Regions from separate parts of the Sus scrofa genome. Here region 1 is linked to region 2. A link is a contact called in public HiChIP or PLAC-seq data. All regions are on one chromosome and are shown on one strand. The core of a region is the stretch at or near the end of the contact, and the rest is flanking DNA. Distances in the headings are between cores, read along the strand shown. Region 1 overlaps PARD3 (partitioning defective 3 homolog). Region 2 overlaps LOC110255705 (a long non-coding RNA gene).

The links. HiChIP or PLAC-seq counts read pairs in DNA pulled down with a chosen protein or histone mark.
Region 1: an H3K27ac HiChIP or PLAC-seq map of skeletal muscle shows a contact between it and region 2, with 5 times the contacts expected there. The contact joins two enhancer-like sites. A contact is called at or near these places in 3 of 47 Hi-C or Micro-C datasets (fetal heart ventricle, heart right ventricle and retroperitoneal adipose tissue) and 1 of 2 datasets of contacts at active chromatin or transcription factors (skeletal muscle).

What each region holds. Positions count from the first base shown.
Region 1 is chr10:57,442,245-57,449,054 of Sscrofa11.1, reverse strand. The region is part of intron 2 of PARD3 (partitioning defective 3 homolog); the gene reads left to right. Among named protein-coding and RNA genes, the nearest start is that of PARD3, 150 kb to the left of the region's middle. Within about 2 kb of position 2,329, at least 2 of the 83 cell types and tissues checked have an H3K27ac peak or open chromatin away from gene starts, as enhancers often do.
Region 2 is chr10:56,767,844-56,775,386 of Sscrofa11.1, reverse strand. LOC110255705 (a long non-coding RNA gene) reads right to left here. Exons shown (of 2, transcript XR_002336405.1): 2 at 3,970-6,637. Among named protein-coding and RNA genes, the nearest start is that of NRP1, 340 kb to the right of the region's middle. Within about 2 kb of position 5,191, at least 8 of the 83 cell types and tissues checked have an H3K27ac peak or open chromatin away from gene starts, as enhancers often do.

The sequences.
Region 1 (6,810 bases), core at 1,080-3,579, 680 kb before region 2:
GCCGGAATCTGCTTGTGTGGAGAACATTCCATGCCAGACAGAAAGTCCAAGCAGACCTCCGCTCTTGGGTTCTTGGCGGGTGATGATCACACTTGGTTCTGTTGCCAAATTACTCTCATGCTCTCTGAGGTAGGAAGTGATATTAACGACCGTTTTCAAGGAGAAATAACCCTTTAGAGCACTGCTGTCACTTACACGTATTAACATATGCTGTCACGTGGAAGAACACCCAGGGGGAGAGAGGTGAACACTTAGGAGTTTAATTCGAAATGCAGCTGGGAAATTATTTGGACAGGAGAGAAAGCTTTAGGGCAAAATTTCAATAAAGAAGCACGTTATTTCCTAAACTGTTGGTGAGGGATGAGAGCTGTTGCTCATGTGCCTGGACTCAAGGACAGGTGCTCCCCTCCCGCACAAAGCTTGGTTAATCACAGTCACTCATCTGTATAATCCGAAAGCAGAAATGCGAAGTTGTTGATGTAGTTACTCACGAAAAGCGTAATTTATTTCCTGACCGTGAGAATTCAGCTGTGATCCCCACATACTTAGTATTTCTAACTTGCGTCTTTGTGAAAAACTCTTACCGTCTGCACTCTGTGTTCTGAGCGATTCTGTCCTACTTACTATAATCTATACTTTTATCAAGCTTCCGTCTGATCCTGGTGATTCTCCAGAGAGCTAATCAGTTAAAGAGATTTTCTTTTCCATTTCAAGTTTTAGCCTAAAGTCTTACTCTTAGAGGTAAAAATATTCTGTGTAGCAGGGAAGAATTAGGACATGTTGAATATACAATAACACATTTTAGTAGTTTGCTCTAAAAATCTGTTAATCAGTTGGTAATCTCTGCTTACCTGTATTTCTTTTTTATTTCTAAGGAGAGGTTTTATTCCTTCATTGATGCAGTGTTTATAGGAGCCAGAGAGGATCAGGCTGTGCTCAGCATAGCTGTCCAGCCGGCCAGCCTTCCCCCCGACCCAGCCCTATTGGGGTCACCTTCCAGGCCCTGTGGCAGGGGCCGCAGGGCTGTGTTTGGAGCCTGAGCTCCAGCGGCAGTGGTGGGCCCGCCTTGCCTCAGGCCGTCTGGGATGCTGGGGAAGGGGTCCTGCCCTCTGCCACCCTGTGTGCCTTGCAGAGGCTGAGGAAGCCGGGTGGCCAGTCCTGCCTCTGCCCTCCCTGAGAGGAGATGGTGACATCGAGGGGACCAGGCAGAGGATCCTTTGAGCCCCAGGCTGCAAGGACCAGGACAGGCCCAGGGTAGGTAGGCCCATTGTCAGGCTGAGCTTTCTGTTTTTTGGCACGTGGAGGTTCCCAAGCTAGGGATTGCATCGGAGCTACAGCTGCCGGCCTTCACCACAGCCACAGCAATGCGGGATCCGAGCTGCGTCTGCAACCTACACCACAGTTCATGGCCACACCGGATCCTTAACCCACTGAGCAAGGCCAGGGATCAAACCCAAATCCTCATGGATACTAGTTGGGTTCTAAACCTGCTGAGCAAAGTGGGAACTCCCTGCTCTTTCTGTTTTATAAAAACTTGATTTCTTAATGTGCTAGTTGAGAACGCATGCTTGCAAAAAATTCTTGGTTGTTTTCGAAGGCAGTATTGAGTCTAGAAACCCGTTGTCTTGGTTCCTCTTTTATTGTCACTTTCTTTAAGCCGTATGTACTGTTTGCTGGTCTGAACTTGACAGATGTGTTCCCCCCCCGCCCCCCGCAAAGTTAAGTGCGCATCCCTGCACCCCTAGGAAGCGCCATGTAATGCACAGGCTTTCTTATACTCGTTTGAAATATGTATTTTTACCCTCACATATTCAGCAAATAAATTTCTTAACATTCATAAACTGCTTCAGACACTGAATCCCAGTTTCCGTGTCACCGAGAATGCTGTCACACCAGCAGAGTCCCTCAGGCCAAATAGATGCCCAGTCCTATCTGTTTGGGGGTGGGGGTGTTAATGCAAAGACTGTGTCGCTGTCGCGCCGCCCTAAGTGGCCCCTCCACCCTTATTCCCCTGGCTGAACTGCAGGGGGCATCCCAGGTCCCACATGCACAATGCCACCAGCCTGGGACCTGGGAGATGGCACCTCTCTGCAGCCACCCACAATCCATCAGCCACACCAGCCCCACCTGCCACACTCATGGCTCAGTGGGCAGACGGCTGTCAGGGCGCAGAGCTGGGCCCTGGGGACCCAGCTGCTACTCGTGTGGAGCAGCTTTAATGTATCAGGCTTGGAAAGCTCCTGCTGAGCCGCCTAAAGACTCTGTGTCCTTTGGGCCCCTGTGTTTTATCAGTTCCCGGCTGCAGGGCAGACATCTCCCGGGCTGAAGCGTAGGCGCTAGGATGTGTGGCTGGCAGGTTTGACTCTGGACGTCCCTGAAGGCACTGAGACAAGGTTATGAATTTGGCGTGTTTGTCTCTGAGTTCAACATCCAGTCACTGTGGACGGCTTTGTAGGGCTTGGCAGCCTGAAAACACTGTGCAGGCAGTAAACGGAATAAAAATCTGACATGCACGCGTGCTCATGCATGCGTGCACACACACACACACAATGTATCTCCCCACCATAGAGTCTTTTATTTTCATACGTTTTGTAATTCTCCTTTAGATGGACATGAGAAATGGTACTATTTTAAAATGTGGAGAAGGAAATTCGTTGGTGTTGTGTTTGTGTTGTCAAAGCACAAAGTAACAGGATTAGCAAAGGCTTCCGTGCCCGTTTCACTCATTTATTTTCTCTTTCCGTCGGGGACGGACACCTTCGTGTGTTTACACGCGGTGGGACCAGCATGTGCGTGGAGCCCCCTGTTCACTCGGCGGGCAGGTGTCCTCCGTGGGCTCTTTGCTGCGCCTCCACCTTTTCTGACCTGCAACTGACATTTAACGCAGCGAGTTTAAGGCGTACAATGTACTCGCATGTTGTGCCGTGTTTACCGCACTCCAGTTGGTTAATAAACCATCACCACCTCACAGTTAACCGTGTGTGTGTGTGTGTGTGTGTGTGTGTGTGTGTGTGTGAATGTGAGAGAGAGAGCGAGCATTTAAGATCTACCGTCTTTGCCACTTGCAAGTGCACTGTACAGTTTCGTGAGCTCTAATCACCGTGCTACACACGCCATCCCGAGAACTCACTCGTCATATAACTGGAAGTTTTTACCTTTTGACTAACATCTCCCCGCTCCCCCCAACCCTCCAGCCTCTGGTAACTACCACTCAACTCCACGTTTCTAGGAGTCCAGCATTTTTAGTTTCTACACATGAGTTGATACTGTACAGTATTTGACTTATTTCACTTCACATAACCCTGGAGATTTATCCATGCTGTCACAAGTGGCAAAATTTTCTTCTTTCTCATGGATTTCCTTCCTTCCTTCCTTCCGTTTTCTTTCTTTCTTTCTTTCTTTCTTTCTTTCTTTCTTTCTTTCTTTCTTTCTTTCTTTCTTTCTTTCTTTCTTTCTCTTTTCCCTTCCGTCTGTCCGTCCTTTCCATTGCACGTATAGTTTCTTTATCCCTTTATCATCGAAAGACACTTTGGTTGGTTCCATAGCTTAGCTCCTGTGATCAACGATGCCGTGAACATGGGGAAGCAGGTATCGCTCTGAGACCCTGATTTCATTTCTTCAGGCTAAATACCCAGAAGTGGAACTGCTGGGTCATATGGTAGTTCTATTTTTAATTTTGTCTTTTTTTTAAGGGCCACACCCATGCTACAGGGAAGTTCCTAGGCTAGAGGTTGAATCGGAACTGTAACTGCCGGCCTGTACTGCTGCCACAGCAATGCCAGATCTGAGCCATGTCTGTGGCCTAGCCACAGCTAGTGGCCGTGCCAGATCCTTTACCTCACTGAATGAGGCCAGGGATTAAACCCACATCCTCATGGATACTAGTCAGATTCTTAACTCGCTGAGCCACAGTGGGAACTCCTATTTTTAATTCTTTGAGGACACTCCATGGTGTTTTCCATAGTGGCTGCACCAAATTGTGTTCCCACCAACAGTGCACAAGTGTTGCACTGCATCCTCTGCATCCTCACCGACACTTGTTTTCTCTTGTCTTTTTTTTTCTGGCCTCGCCTGAGACATGTGGAAGTTCCTAGGCCAGGGTTCCAGGGATGAAACCAGCAGTGTCTTTCACCTCCTTGGTTCAATTTATTCCTAAGTATTTTATTGTTTTTGATGCTATTATAAATGGGATTATTATCTTTTTTCTATTTCAGATACTTTGTTAATAGTGTATAGAAACAGCTGATTTTTTGATGTTGGTGTGTATCCCGCAACTTTTACTGAATTATTTGGTCCTAATAGTATTTTTGGTGGAGTCTTTCGGGTTTTCTGTGTATGATATCACATCATCTGCTCACAGAGACAGTTTTCCTCCTCCCTTTTCAATTTGGATGCTCTTTATTTCTTTTTCTTGCCTAGTTGCCTTGGCTCTTTCTGTTATGTGAGCTGCAGGGGACATCAGGCCGTCACCAGTGCAAAGGATGCAGGCCTGCCGTGTAGATCCCGCCTGGGTCTCACAGCAGAGTCTCACCACTTAGCGGCCGAGGTCACACACCAGGCACACGCTCGCTTGACCTCGTCCTGGGGCTCATCAGGGGAGCAGTCCCTGAGGTGGCTCCTATTACCTGAGGGCTTGGAAGGGAAGCCTGGAGGGGAAGGAGGGGTGTGTCCTGCGAGGTGGGAGGGCCCCCAGAGGCGGGGGCGGGAGAGGGGCTCAGCAGACATCTAGGTTCAGTGAAAAAGCCAAGTTTCTGTGCTCGTGCTCTTCATTTTTGGGGGCAGCCATGGACAGTTCCAGAAACAGACACGTAGCACGTCAGGAGGGCTGAGCGCTGACAGCATGTGGAAGCCCGAGGGCAGAGGGACCAGAGGTGGGGTCCTGGGCTGATGGGCTGGTCGAGTCGGTGTTCTCTGATGGGGCCACATGTCAGCAGACACCCTCAGAGGCGGACTGAGGTTTCTAGATGGGTTATAAGAACAGCTCAGGAAGCAGGGAAGGGGTTCGCTGGGGGGGGAGGGTACCAGATGTATTTTTCTAAAGGTGGTCTGGCTCCTCTGCGGATCTGAGGCTCTTGCGGAATCTGAGAGAGGAGGGGGTGGCTCTGGCCTTGGCAAGAGGGAAGAGCCGGCCCATCTGAGAGGCAGGTGAGGGGGTGGAGTGACAGGCCTGGTTTCTGGCTGGTACAGCAGGGAAGGGTTGAGGCTGGGGGTGGGCGATCACGAGGGAGGTGCTGGCACAGCGTGTGGGTGTGCTGTGCAGTTCTATGTTGCCCCAGTGAGCAGGTCATCAGGTTTGGGTCTGGAGTATGAACTTGACTGTGACTGGGGACTGGTGCGATGGTCCAGGGAGAGCCCGGGTCATGGGAAGTGTATGGGGTCCTGGATGAGCCCCACTGCAGTGAGGACTGAGGAGAGTAGCTGGAGAGTGATGAGGGGCCCTGGGGGCTGGGTCCACAGGCTGGGGGAACCGGTGGGGCAGGGGTGGGGGGTGAGGGAGGCAGTGGGGGAAGGGTCATTCTGAGGAAGGTTGGTGACATCAGCCCGTGCCCAGGGTGGCTGGAGGGACTGCTGTGGGGAGAGGCGAAGGCAGAAGTGGAGAGGCGGGAGACAGTGCAAGGCTTTGGCGGGGAGGAGAGGGAGGGCACAGGTGATGCGGTGCTGCCCTTTAGATGCGGGTTTGCATTTGCACTTGCATTTGGATTTCCATGGGACCTCAGGCCCTTCCTGCCACCAAATCCTCGCAGCCCAGGAGGGTGTGCTTTGCTTGGGGAGGCGCCCCCGGTAGGCAGGGCCTCCGTGGTAGGCGGGGCCTCAGCGCATCTTCTGGTCCCTTGAAGCTGTCCCATGTGGGTCTCTTCCTCCTCCTGGCTCTCAGCACACCGCACCCGTACACTTCCTTTACACGGGACAGGGACGGGGACGGGGACGGGGGCACGGGACGGGACGGGGTTAAGGTTCCGGCGCCAGTTACCTGCAGAGCTGTCCCCTGAGGCCCCTCCCTCCCAGCCAGTGGGTCATGGCCCCATTTTACAGACCAACACGGGAAGGAATGCTTCTGAGCATGCCGGGCACTGCCCTTGGAGCCCTGGGGTGGGGGGTGGGGAGGGCAAGGGCGTGCTCTCAGAGGCCCGGCTGGCAGCGGCCTCCGTTTCCCGCGGGCCGCGTGTCTCTAGAACGTGTGCTCTGAGCATCGCCCCAAGGCCCTGAGACCCTCGGGCGGACGGTGCATGTTAGATAGAATTACTCAGTCTGCCAGGAAGGCCAGTGTCTGGTGAGAGATCGCAGAACCCAGATACGCCCAGATCCCACCTTTTCAGGAGTGAGCCGGGAGCAAAGCAGGGACAGGACCGCCCTCCCCCGGACCTCCTGCCGGCGCTGGAGCTGCGGGAACCAGCTCGCATCATCACTCCGCAGCCTTGGCCTCTGTGGTTGCTTTGTTGGCCTCAGATGTGTTTTAGCACAAGTCGTGATTTAGTAAGGGAGTTGTAATTATAAAATGCAGTGTGCTCATGATAAGAAGTTATACATCGCCGGGGAGCGTGGGGAAGAAACCGACGACCCGTCACCTCTGGCTCAGGCCGCAGATGCCCTCCTGCTCCTTTGACCCACCCAGGGGACGCTGCGACGCTCTGGTCCAGACGGTTGGGTGGACCTCTGCCCTGGCTATGGAGCCTCGGAGGGCTTAGTAGGGGGGAGAGAGAGGGCCTGTCCGCCGTGTGGGTTCACATAAAGTCTAGTGTTTGTTGAGTGGGAGATGTGCCCACGTGGATTCTCATGACAGCCCTGCTAGGTCCTGTTTCACAGCTGAGG
Region 2 (7,543 bases), core at 3,942-6,441:
TTTATCATTTACTACCACCCCCTCTTCCATTTCTCATGTGGGATCTTTGGAGAGTGAAGTACAGACACACCACCACAGTGAGTGGGTGTACATTTTCTAAAGACAAGGAAGGTCGCTTACCCGAGGCCCTCTTTGTACACAACGCAGTTGTCAAAACCAGAAAATACAGCATTGATGTAACCCTACTATTGGACCTATGATCCATAACATTTGTATCAGCTGCCCTGATAATGTCCTCTTTGTTCCGTGTCCTGGATCCCACTTAGAGCAGTGGATTCCATTTAGCTGTCATGTCTCTTTAGTTTCCTTTTCCTGGAACCATCCCTCACTCTGTCTTTGTTTGTCTTGACTTTGCTCTTTTCAACGAATACAGGTCTGTTGGTTTGTAAACCACTTCTCAACGCATGTGTATCGAATGTTCCCTCATAAACAGGTTCACGTTCTCAGTTTTTGATAGTAATACTACAAAAGTGAAGCTGTATCCTTCTTAGTGCATCATATGAGGAGACGTGTGACATCCATGGTCCTATAATTGGTAAGGTAAGGTTGGGTTACATGGTTATGATAATGGCTGCCAGGTTCCTACAGCTTTTTAGGGCTCTTAATTACCTATATAAAATTTAAAGATAGAGCCGAAGGAATTCACAATTGTGAAGCACAGCTGGGAGGATGAGTCATTTCATCCTTGTAGATGCATTAAAATTCCCTAAAAAAGCCATGTACCTGGACCAAAACAGCCTGGCTATGTATAGAATTGTTTTACCTGAGTGCACTCGGTTTTGTGCCATGGGGCTTTATAGTAGAGTTGAGAGGTTGCCTGGTCTTTGTCCTGTGTTCCTGACACCCCTAGAATTCTGCAAGGTAGGAGTATCTTTGTTATTCATGACTTCCTTGGGTCCCTGAGTTCATGCCAATGAGATGGCTCAGGGTAAGGGGTGGTCATCAGAAAGATCAACCAAGTGATGAGACAGTTGGGTTCTGAGGTAGCCTGACTCCCAGGGAGGGAAGTGGGGATACAGATTGAGTTCCATGCCTACACAATGACACCTTAGTAAAAACTCTGGACCTTCCTAAGTTTCCTGGTTGGTGAGACATCAGTGTATCAGGAGGGTGATGCACCCAATTCCACAGGCAGAGGGCATGGAAGCTCTGCATTCAAGACTCAGATCTTGCGTCATGAGTGTCTTCATTTGACTGGGCCTGCTGTGTGTTCTTTATGATAAAACGGCAATTGTAAGGATAGAGATTTTCTGACTTCTGCGTGCTGTTCTAGTGAATTTCTCAAGCCTGACACATCATGGAAAGCCCCTGGTTTTGGAGCCAGTTGGACAAGAGTGCGTGTGGCTTGGGGACACTGCTTCTGGCTAGCATCTGAAGTAGGACCGTCTGTGCACTCTGACTTTATTTGTAGGTCTGTGTTAGCTGCCGGTGGGTGGTGCCAGAAAGAACTTCAACATAAACAGTTGGTGTCAGAAAAGGCTCTTATAGAGGGACATTACATAAGTTTATCATGATCCTTGAATTTAATAACAAAGTTTCCATTAGGAATGTGCACATATATATGCGTATAAAATGAATTATACACCTATCTATAAATATGGATGACACCAGTGAAACTTTATTTTTTTTCTTTTCTTTTTACAGCTGCACCTTCAGCATATGGAAGTTTCCAGGCTAGGGGTTGAAAGGGAAATGCAACTGCAGGCCTACGCCACAACCACGGCAACCATGGATCTGAGACGCATCTGCAACCTCTGCTGCAGCCTGCGGCAATGCCGGATCCTTAACCCACTGAGCGAGGCCAAGGATAGAACCTGCATCCTCAGGGGGACTATGTTGGGTTATTAACCCAATGAGCCACAATGGGAACTCCCACTAATGAAACAATGGGAACTCCCACTAATGAAAAAACAAAATTAAAACTTCATATGAAAATAACAAAATTGTTATAATAATCATTCCATTTCTCTTTAATCCTTTAGTGATCCAAGGTTAGAATAAAAAATTCTGGTCTTCTGTGTTTACTTTTTAAGGAATTTCCAAACATTTACTTAAGTAAAACTTAACCGAGTTGGTATTGCCATTTTATGTGAGAAAAATGATGAGAGTTGCTATGAGATGTTCTAAGGAGCTTGATATGTAAGTTTACTCAGCCGTGTTTTTCTTTGGCCAGACTGTACTCACTCATCCTAGGTGCTAATATGTGCTCTACCATCTGGGAAAGCTTCTCAGTGGAGGAACGAAGTGGGCCCTTGAGCACAGGAATTTTTTTTTCTCTTAGTCAATATGTGAGCACTTTAGAATTGTTCAAAGATTTCTAGGGATGGAAAGAACTCAAGAGGTTCTGAAGGGTTTTTTTGTTTTTAGGGCCACATGTGTGGCATATGGAAATTCCAATGGGCTAGGGGTCGAATAGGAGCTGCAGCTGAGGGCTCACCACAGCCATGGCAACAGAGGATCTGAGCCACATCTGCTACCTATGCTGCAGGTTGCGACAATGCCAGATCCTTAACTCACTGAGCAGGGCTAGGGATCGAACCCTCATCCTCATGGATATTAGCAGGGTTCTTAGCCTGCTGAGCCATAGTGGAAACTCCAAGATGTCTGAAGTTTGCTGCCATATCTTAGGCAAGGATTATACTCAGATCATCCCAGGAAGATCTCACTTTGTCATTAGAATAAAAAGTGTAGAGCAATCTGGAATTACCCCCCCATTCCTCTGTTGCTAGGCTTTTGTTGCTCCGTAATCAAGAACTGGATCCTTTCTTTGGATTTCCCTCTGGCCAAGGGCAGCCATGGGCTGGAGCACAGAGCAGGGCTCAGCAAGACAACTCACTGTTTGAGGGGAAGATTCTCTGGAACCCATCCTTTCTAGAGTGGGCGTTTGCTAAAACCATCCAGGGGCTTCTGGAGCTAAGGCAGGGTGGGGCACTACCTGGATTAATAATGAGTGAGTTCCAACTCCCCTCATGGGCATCTTGGGCCTTGCCTGCTGACTTGGACATTGTTGGTGGACCAACGCAGTAAGGAAGTGAAATTCCTCACCTGCTATTTGTAAAAACTGAGTGAGAGGCTGGAATAGAGAGCGATTTCTCTAGCTGTTTTGTGGAGGGAAGAAAAAGAGGAAATATGGAATACCTTCTCTGTGCAGGAACAGTTATCTTCTTTAATTCTCAACCCATGCCCATGTCCACTTTCTTCAGTGCCTTTGTTTGTCCATTTACTGAAGTGTTTAGCGAGTACTTACTAGGTGCTGGGCATTGTGCAACATACTGGAACTCAGTGTTCTGTGTCTTCTTGAACCTTCTAAGCTTGTGTTATCTCATCATTCATATGATGTGAGAATTAAATTTTAATTAACTTCGTGATTAGAATGTTTTTAATAATTAATCTATAGGAAGATAATTAATAAAATGCGTAGCAGGAAGGACGAGAGGGAGAAGAGCTACATTTTTACACGATGAAGGGAGAGAATGTGAAAGAAAAGAAAACCGACTTCTCTGATTTTATTCTGTGAATTTTACTCATTTTGTGAAGGGAAATGTGTTTTACCTTTAGAGCAAGCCCTCCGATTTTTTGACTGCTCATGGTGGGCCTTGCAGTTATTCCCGTGACCTGATAATACTTGGCTTCTGAGATTTTTCCCTTCAGCAGACTCCGTGAACTTTATTTCAAGATCAGCCTGTCTGTTTCACAGGACCAAGCTCCTTCCAGACCATCGTATGGGAAATGTCAGCCCCTGTCAACATCCCTAACGTTTAAATTCCTGGGATACCAGAGATATTCAGAGGGAACTGCATGCACACATTACTCTCCCAAATACTCTCGGGAAGAGGCGAGGTGAGGTCTTCTCAACGCTTTTGTAATAGAGACATAGGCCAATAACTAGATTCTATAGATCAGGAATCATGTCCTTGCTGAAGAGTTGAGCAGACCTGTATAACACAGAAAGAGGTATAAGGCTGATCATCTATTTGATAATTTTTTATTGATAGTTTGGATCATTCATCCAAAACCGATAGCCTTCCGCTGACTATTTTCTATCCAAAAGCTTGAGAAAGACATTCCTGTGGTGGAAGATGGCATTCTGGGCTTCTTCATCAAAAGGACCTCAGATTTATTCCCGTGACAAAGGCCACCTTCGCCCAAGCGAGGCTGTCTGGAGATGGCCTAAGTGTGACATTCTCCGAAGAGACATCTCTGCGGAAGCCTGTCCTTCTGCCGGGCTGATGGGGCTGCCAGCCTACGAGCTTGACCTCTGTGGCAAATGAGCCTCCTGGTCATTCCATGTGAACGTGTGAACTTGTCCTGTGATCTTGCTTGCCTGAGCGCCTCACAGCTGACTCATAAGAAATTTTCGAGGTTGTTTGCTCTGTCCCAGAGAATCATTCGCCATGCTGGCCAGCATGCAGGGGCCAATGCTTTGATCTGCTTTGCAGGACTTACTGTCATTTGCAGAGTGCTAAAATTAAGCTTGGCAGCAGCCCACGGAGGCAGAAGGCTCTGTCCTGCTGACCAAGGGGCAGCCTGGAGTCACACAGACAGGCGGAGACAGGTGAAGCAGACGCTGGGAAAAGATGCCATCGCAGAACAGATAGGAAGGGTAGGTGGGGTGAACTTGCAAAGGGTTCAGAGGGGCTGGGGCTGAGCTGAGTGGGCAATATTAGGAAAAGGCTCGGAGGGGAGGGAGCTGTTTTCCCAGGAGACCGAGATCTGAAGAGACTGCTGAAGAGAGACTGTATTTGTCACAGCGAGAATAATCAGTATGTTGGCATTTGGACTCCAGTGACAGGGATGAAAATGAGATTCTGTGAAAGATGTATCAGAGTCAACAGGCAGGGGCTGGGCTCTGGCAGGAAGGATGAAACAACCAAATGGAGACACTTGGCGGTGGAAAGTGAGGTTGCCATAACTGTCTCGAACCCAGTGTGCACGGGGGTGGAGGCGCAGGGTGCTCATCGGAAAGTGGGGTGAGCTCTGAGCAGCCCGTGAGGCCTCCTGGTGAGAAGGCTGGTAGAGGAGGGGGGACCGTTGGATGACAGTGACTTTGGGATTGGTAGGGCCATTGCCCCTCTACCTCCCCCTGCCCTGCCACATGGGGCTCGCTCTTGCTCTCATGCTTGAGACGGTCTCAGACGGCCTCTTTATTCTGCACAGCTATTGCCTGTGACCCCGATGAACCACGGGTGAGAAGGCTGGGACTTGGAGACATACTTCAGCAGAGCCCTATTAACTAAAAATAGAGTGTGAGCCGCGGTTTACCTGAGGCCAGCCTGCATGTGACTTCTGGATCCCTATTTATCAACAGGCTGTGACTGCGCGTCTGGAACAAGCCAGATCTGTTCTTATTTACCTGTCAGCCGGGAGAATGCCCATCTCACAGAGGGCCATTGCTAGGTGCTGAACCATGGTAACACCAATAATTATCACATCCTTAAGGCAGGTATGCAGACGAACTCCCAAAGCATTATCTCATTGCCCACGCAAGGCTCTAACGGGTCGGAAGTGGGCAGGAACACGTGCCTTTATCCTTGGGAGGGGTGAAGACACAGGTTTAATGAATCGCCCAGGATCCAGCAAGAATGACAGCTGGCCCCTGTCTCACCCATCACAAAACTGGATTTTCTCAGCCCTGATCTTATTTTCTCTATGAATAATGTGCATTGAAACTTGTATCCTGAGACCCTCTGCTCAATCTAATCTCCGGGACCTTCTAACAGGCACTAAGTGGGAACTGAGCCTCTTTGGGGGCAGAAAGATCCCTTCATAGAAGAAAATAAATCCTTAATGGGAAACACAGCCTGAGGCTGCTGCGGGTCTGGGGAAGACAAGGTCTCTGGGGGGATGCTCGAATTAGTACACACACACACACACACACACACACACACACACACACACAGGCGCTTGCCTTTCTCCAAAACTATTTAGAAGTTTATACAGATCTGTGAGAGCCGGCGGTCACATGGAGAGCCCCGGGTTCTGATTCATGAGCTACCCTTACAATCATCTGAGAGTCAATTAAAAAAACCTTGCCATAGGATAGAGCCCACCAGTGAAACAAGGAGAGAACAATGGACAGCCTGTCCCCAGACCGACCTGTGACTGTGGAATTGGAGAGAGAAAAGATGGCCGAGTGTCAGTACTTTAAAGAACAAACGATGCTTTTTAGGCCACAGGGCCTGGGGCAGAGCTAACGGTTTATGGAAAGGCCCGTCTGCCCGTGACGGGGGTTGTCAAGGTTGGGTGCAGTTTAGCCGTGACACGGACTGGATGCCGTGGCCATTTTGGAGCATCAACTCTGCACGTATTCAGGCAAGATCATTATCCCCAAACCTCTTTAGGCCAGAGTCCTGCCCGATTCCGAAGGAAGGCAGTCATTTTATTATTTTAAATGAGTTGAGGCCTCTCTCTTCAAACAGCTTCCTTTCACCTGTCCCAGCTCCTGCCCCAGCCACGATTCTGTGCGAACGAGGGGTAGAAAGTGATCACAGCTTGACTCAGCTCAGAAAGCCTGTCATGATGTGCAGAGGCAACACCACTTCTTTAAGGTGACAAAGGATCATTTTTCTAGGAAAGTAGATCCTCAGTAAGAACTCCTCTTCTGGTGCAGCTTGTATTTCTAGTACCCGTTTTCTCTCTGGGGAGAAGATCTCTTATTGATTATCATAAAAACAGCCGGGACTTACCATAGATTTTGCATACATTAAATTTAATTTACAGAGATACATCTTAAAACTCTTTATTAGTTTTTGCCTTTGGGGGGGCAGTTCCCTCCCCCTTTTTTTCTTTTTAGGGCCACACCTGCAGTGTATGGAAATGCCCAGGCTAGGGGTGGAATCGGAGCTGCAGCTGCAGGCCTACGCCACAGCCACAGCGACGCCAGATCTGAACCACATCTGTGACCCATGCTGCAGCTTGTGGCAAGGCCTGATCTTTAGCCCACTGAGCAAGGCCAGGGACCGAACCCACATCCCCATGGATACTAGTCAGGTTTTTCCACTGCTGAGCCACAGTGGGAACTCCTGAAAGCTTCCAATCTCACTTTGTTCATTAACATCAAGGAAGGACACCCTAGGAGCCACAGTTCTGGGCTGTCCTGCCCCTCGGACCACAGGTCCGAGGCTTCCCGCCAGCTCCTCCATCTCTGATTAAGAACCACTCACTTAGACCGACTGGTCTTAAGTCCTAGTTCTGCCATTGGCCCCCTGAGGGTGTTTGAATACTTTCTTTAACCTCTCCTGGTTTCCTAAATCTCTGACGCAGAGCCAATTCTAACTCACAGTGGTTGTTGAGATGAGTCGGCATAACCCAGGTAAGTGGCTGGGTGCGCTGCAGACATGCCTTGGACGTTAGCTTCACCAACCACGTCATCAGTTTCCTCGTGGCAGAAATGAGGCTTTGATTTACTCCAGATCAACACAGATATTTCCATATATCAGTTGACAGAACTTTACCAGTTATGGCTGATTGACAAAGTTAATCCTCAACAAAGTCCATTAAACATCCCTGCTTTTTCTGGAAGGGCAAAAGCACAGGACTCACA